2 separate regions of the Sus scrofa genome follow, and region 1 is linked to region 2. A link is a contact called in public Hi-C data. All regions are on one chromosome and are shown on one strand. Each heading gives the region's core, a stretch centred on a gene start, on an enhancer-like site or on the middle of the called end of the contact. The rest is flanking DNA. Distances are from core to core; before and after follow the strand shown.

Region 1 (2,893 bases), core at 280-2,779, 65 kb after region 2:
TCTGGCCGCTGGTCCCCAGCACCGCCCCTCCTAGCCTGTCAGTGGGCTGATTTGCATGCCCTGTTGAGGTCCAGTGGCCTCCCCTGTGTGCCCTGAAGCACCTGGAGCCTCCCAACTCAAGGACTCCTACCTGCCTCCCAGCCTCCAGCTATGGCCTGCTGGCACCTGGCCCTCCTTCTGATTGGGGTCCTCCTGGAAGGTAAGCCCCTCCTGGTCCTAACTCACCTGGGGGGTGGGGGGAGTGGGAGATGGCACATTGGCTTTAGAAGCCCTCTGCTAGGAAGCAAATCCATGTGGGCAGTGAGTAGGGTTCTGGAAGGGGCAGGGGGAACGGGGGGAGGGAACTGACTACAGATGGCTCTGTCCTAGAACTGTGGTGGGTCACTTTGGGTGGGCCTCAGTTTCCCCACTGGTGAATGATCAGATGGCTAGGGTCCCCAGACTCTGGGGTCTCAGAGACCAGTCACCTTTTGAGTTTTTCAGAAGGAAATCTAGTGTGAGCTGTTCCCTACCCCACACGGACAAGAGGCTTCTTGGGGGTGGTCAGTCTGTAGCCGGGGTTTGGAAGAGCCAGTGTGATCAAAGCTATAGGGGACTGCAGAACAAGGGATGAGGCTGGGCAGCAGAAGGACCCAGAGGCCACCAGTCCCACCCTCTGAGATCTGAATCCTAAACTGAACATGGATCCTTGGGAACATGGCACTAATGGGGGCCTAGGGGTTGCCAATTCTGTGCCCCACCCAGTGTTGATCCCATGGCACCGGGCCGTGAGTTTTGGAATCAGATTCTCCTGGAGTCTGACCAGGGCTTTGTGGGGCAGGGGCAGGAGGGAAGGGCCCAGGCCGGGTCTGAGTGTGTCTGTCTTTCTTAGTCTCCCAGCCGGCCCTGGCCCAGCGGAACTCACTGCTGGTCTTCCCAGGCCAAGTGGCCCAACTCTTGTGCATGCTCAGCCCCCGTCATGCCACCGTTGGGGACTACGGCGTGTCTTGGTATCAGCAGCGGGCAGGGAGTGCCCCCCGCTTGCTCCTCTACTACCGCTCAGAGGAGGACCACCACCGGCCCCCTGACATCCCTGATCGCTTCTCAGCAGCCGCGGATGCCGCCCATAACTCCTGCATCCTGACCATCAGCCCTGTGCAGCCTGAGGATGACGCCGATTATTACTGCTTCGTAGGCATCAAATCATAGGGGGGGATGTGGGATGAGTGCCTCCCATCTGCCTTCTGCTTCTTTCCTGACCCTGGGACCCTATCTTTCCCTGAGCCTTGATTTTCCTCTTCTGTAAAATGGGATAACAATATTCAACATGTCAAAAATAACTATTCAAAAAAAAACAAAAACAAAAACAAAAAACTATTCATGAGATCCTTGCTGAAAAAGTGACTGTGGTTGGTCTGGGAGTATGGGGTAGGGATTCTGGGGGTTGTTGCAGAAGAGGAAGCATCTAAGACCCCTGGGGTGGTGCCCAGCATCCCCACAGGCCCCAGGGGGCTCAGGCTGGTGGCTCTTGCCTTTCTGTGACTGGAAGAGCTGGAGTGAGAGAAAAAGGAACCAGCCCTTGCAGGTCCTGGCTCTGCATGGCTGCTTGTGGTCCAACGCTCACAGGGTGACTGGACTGGGTCCTGTCGATTTAAAAAACATGCACAACCTAAAAGTTGAGAGTTCAGTTTTATTTGGGGCTAAATGAGGACTATAGTCAGACAGGCAGCATTTCAGATAGCTCTGAGAAACTGCTCCAAAGAGGCGAGGGGGAAGGTCAGTATATGTGTGATTTTGGTGAAGGGGGAGGTACATGCAATCAAGCACGCGTTTTACAGAAGGTCGCTGCTGGTCTCCTGAAGGTTATTATTGCTAGTCACGAGGAGCAGATGTCACCACGAAGAATTTTAGTGCTTTTCTAGATACGAGGAGATGCAAAAACTGGGCTCATAAAGTCTGAAAATATCTAACTATCTGAAGGTTTGTTCTACTAGTTTTCTCAGAGCACGTAGTGCCTCCCTCCTGATCACCCTGGGCTTCTCTCAGAGGGGTGTTGAGGGTCCGCAGCTGCAGTGGCTCATGATTCAGTCTGTAGAAGTAAACGGCAAATGCCAGTTTCCAGTCTACAGTCCCCATTGAGCCCAGGCTCCCAGCTTAGGCGAGGTAGCCCCTACCTATGCCTGGGTGGGGCTGGGAGGCGGTGTGAGTCGAGGGTGGGGGGCACTCAGAGGCACCTGAGGGCCAGGATGGAACGTGCTGAAGGCCGGTGGGCAGATGGCAGGGGCCCTCCACTGGGACCGTGTGTTCTAGCGGTTTCCTGTGATAGGGCCCTGGCCCCTAGGGAGGCTCTCCCTCAGCGGGCAGTCTGCACCTGAGCACTGGTGGGCGGGGAGGGTGAAAGGGGCAAGTCTTGCCATCAGAAGCAGAACTGAGCTCTGGGAGTGGGTGGGGGCGGAAGAACACACCCCTCTTCCCTCCCCATTCTCCTAAGAGGCGCCGCCTGAACGGAGATCATCCCTCAGATGCACTGAGTTAAGGTCTCGGGGGTCCAGAGAGGGTCCCGCCTAGGCTCCCAGCCATCTCCTGGACTCTCACCGGGTCCTTCTCATCTGTCTCTGTGGGTACGGGGTGGGCTGGCAGGAACAGGACTCCCCACGAAAGGAGGATGAACCCCAGCAGGACCCCGGCCCTGTGCGAGGTGACGGGCTCCGCAGCCCTGGGACGCCTGCCCTTCTTCCGGGGACACCAGGCGCCCCAAGGCCTCTGGCCGGCCCCACCGCCAGGGCAGGTGCCTGGGAGCCGGCTGCCCCTCCCGGCCTATTTCCTCCCCTGCGTTCCCGCCAAGGGCTGCCCAGCCTGGAGGTGCCGGGAAGCCGCCCGGAGCCCCCGCGCTGCGGCGAACCGTCCCGGCGCG
Region 2 (3,006 bases), core at 123-2,622:
AGGAAAAGTACAGTAAACAAAATATTAGCAGTTGCGAATTGCATGCCTTTTTGCATCTACTGACATGATCACTGCTGTGATTAACAACCAGTTGCTCCCCACCCACCCGCCTTGGTTCTTTCTGAAATGCTGCCCAGACACCTCGCTGAAGTCAGCCCCTCAGTGCGTGGGCTCCCAGCCGTTAATTATTATCCTTAAACAAGGAAGCTTGAAGTTTCTCCTCAGCAAACAGTAACCCGGAGTTTAACCTTGAGTATGTGAAAGTCAAGGTCGTGAATGTTTGTGGCTGCCCAGTGTTGAAGGCTAATCTCAACAATCCACACGTGGGTGGCTTCAGCCCCTAAGATTCCACAAGGTGGAGCCTGTGCCCGAGCACCCCTACCGTCCTGCTGGAAGTCGGGGCTGGGCTGTCAGGTCTCCAAGTCCCGCGCAGAGCCGGCGGGATGGAGCCGCCAAACCACGCGGAGTCGGGGAGCATGGAGAGAATCCCCTAACTCCTCCTCCGTGGGGCTTCCCGCGTGGATTCCCACCCAGTCTCGGTTTGCCGGGGGAGAAGGTGGAGGTGGAGAAAGGGGAGGAGAGGTGGTCTGCCCACGGCCACCAGTGCTCAGGACCTGCGGGCCGATGGCCAGTGTGGGCGGTGACACCCTTCCCTCGATGTGGGAGTCACGCCCCACCGTCCCTCCTGCACGCTGGGACATCTCACTGCGGACGAGGAAACTGAGGCCGGGGGAAGGGGGATCTCCGGCGCGGATGCCGGCTGGAAGGCTCCATCCAGTCCACGCGACCCACCGAGCCGAGGGCTGCTCGCACTCCCGCACAGGCGGCGGAGCTGCCTCGTCGACCCGAAACCGCGGCCAGAAGATGTCTCCACGGTTGCCTGAGCCCGGGGTCGCAGCCAGGGTTTGGCTTCCAGACCCCCAGGGGATCCTTCAGCCAGCCCTGGCCGCCCCCGCCGCCTCCCTAGAAACGTGCTTTGGCCGCAAGAGGGCGACAAAGCCCAGACTGCGCGAGTAGACGCGGCGGGTCTCTGGACGTTCCCGGGGCTCCGCGGTGACCGGGTAACAAAGAGCCTGAGCCAGGGCCACTCCAGGTACGGAGCATCCAGGGGAGAGCTGCCTCCTCGGCCGCTGGGAGCTCCCTGTTCCCCGAGCCCCAAGTGATTTCGCTTCCTCTGTCCTGCGTACCCAGCCAGGTGGGCCAGGGCCTTGCGCAAGAGCGCTGACACCCAGCCCACCCTCCCTCTGCCTCCCTAGGTTCCTCCCCTCTCTGCTCCATGAGGGATGGGACAGGGGTCTGGTCAGGCGCCTAACCCGTGGAGCCAGAGCTCAGGCTGGACGCCTTGACCCCTGGTCTCTCCTGCAGGGCTCGGTCCATCAGCAGGCTGTCCATCACGGGTGAGATCATCTGGTACCTGCACGTGACCACCCCACAGACTCTAAGCCGCTTTGACCCGACTTCCTCCTTTCCGACATCGGTTTCCCTGGTTTCCCCGTCTGTCAGCTGTGGGTTCCAGGAAGAGCTGGGGAGTGGGGCGGCTGCTTCTTCAAGACCGCTCAGAGGCCCCTCCTCCTTGCCACCTTCCCTGTTCCTCCCACTTGGACTGGCATCTCTGCTTCACACCAGGCACCTCCAGGGTGCACTGGGTGGAGTTCAGGAGGCCAGCTGACCTTCAGCACTAGGCTGCCAGAGTGGGCAGTGAGCCACACCAAGCAAGCTGGCTGTCACAGGCCTGGCTGCAGCTGATACCAATGGGACCCCAGCAGTTCAACAGGGACTTCCTCCCTCCCAGCCTCCATTTGCTCATCTGTACAGGCTCTGTGCCCTCAGGTCCCAGGTATGTCTGTTGACCCTCCCTGCGCTGGGCATCCCAAGGGCAGGTACCCAGGATCTCCAGAGAGACCCTGCCCTTGGGTAGGTGGATGTGGGGAGCTGCAGCCTGGCTGGGTGTGGAGGGCAAGGCTTTGCTCTCCTCCTCCGAGCTGGCATCCACTCCAGTTCTGGGTCACATTTCCAATTTAACAATTCAAAAGAAAGAAAGAAAGAAAAAAGGAAAGGAAAAACCCCAAGCAAGAACCAGCTGAGCTACCCTTTGATATTTGAGGACTGAAGAGTGGGGCTGATTGCGGATAGGAGATTTTTGAAGCCATCTTAATTAGTAGGAAAGAATGTCCTCCTGGTTAGCTGTTCTAAAAATACAGCTGTGCCCACATCTGGAGGGGATGGGTGGGAGGCGAGGGTGGGGGTGGGGGATAGTGGTTAGACTGGGGTCTGAAGTGCTGAGGCCTGCATTCCTTGGTGGGGGAGGCCCCCTCCCAGGAGGGCCCGTGGAGAGGGTGGGGGCAGATGCCAAATCAGGCAGACCCCTGTGGCTGGGCCACCGGGCGCAGCTTTGGGATGGAGCTGAACAGACAACCCATCCTTTCCTAGGCCCACTCTCACTCCTTCCCTGGCCCTCCCCACAACCCAGGCTCAGTTTCCCCAGCTGTGCTGAGGGGATAGGCAGTGGCCTGGTTAATGCACCCCGCTTTTTTTTTTTTTTTTTTTTTTGTCTTTTTGCCTTTTCTAGGGCTGCTCCCGCGGCATGTGGAGGTTCCCAGGCTAGGGGTCGAATCGGAGGCATGTGGAGGTTCCCAGGCTAGGGGTCGAATCGGAGCTGTAGCCACCGGTCTACGCCAGAGCCACAGCAATGCGGGATGTGAGCCGCATCTGTGATCTACACCACAGCTCATGGCAACGCTGGATCCTTAACCCACTGAGCAAGGCCAGGGATGGAACCCGCAACCTCATGGTTCCTAGTCAGATTCATTAATCACTGCACCACGACAGGAACTCCCACCCTGCTTCTTTTTTACCAATCCCTGCCCAACGTGGGCACCTCGGGCCATCTAGTCTCAAGCCTCTGACCAAGGAGGGGATTTTTTCTGGATTTGAAATGTGTGTTATTTATTAGCTTTTACTTGTCGCTTATTTGTTTGCTTCCTCATTCTAAGCAAATATTCACTT

The links. Hi-C and Micro-C count contacts between places; a contact is called where the count stands out from the background.
Region 1: a contact with region 2 is called in a Hi-C map of omental adipose tissue, with 1.7 times the contacts expected there. The contact joins the promoter of ZNF70 here to the promoter of SLC2A11 in region 2. A contact is called at or near these places in 5 of 5 promoter capture datasets (fetal liver, fetal skeletal muscle, liver and 1 more), 21 of 47 Hi-C or Micro-C datasets (alveolar macrophages, blood, brain and 11 more) and 2 of 2 datasets of contacts at active chromatin or transcription factors (alveolar macrophages and skeletal muscle).

Annotation. Positions count from the first base shown.
Region 1 is chr14:49,928,207-49,931,099 of Sscrofa11.1, forward strand. It overlaps ZNF70 (zinc finger protein 70), which reads left to right and starts at 1,530. Exons shown (of 2, transcript XM_013983166.2): 1 at 1,530-2,893. It overlaps VPREB3 (pre-B lymphocyte protein 3), which reads left to right. Exons shown (of 2, transcript XM_001929470.5): 1 at 1-199; 2 at 872-1,356. The coding sequence starts at 151. The coding sequence ends at 1,188.
Region 2 is chr14:49,863,540-49,866,545 of Sscrofa11.1, forward strand. It overlaps SLC2A11 (solute carrier family 2, facilitated glucose transporter member 11), which reads right to left and starts at 1,373. Exons shown (of 13, transcript XM_001929403.5): 1 at 1-1,373. It overlaps LOC106505982 (a long non-coding RNA gene), which reads left to right and starts at 954. Exons shown (of 4, transcript XR_002338927.1): 1 at 954-1,093; 2 at 1,366-1,837.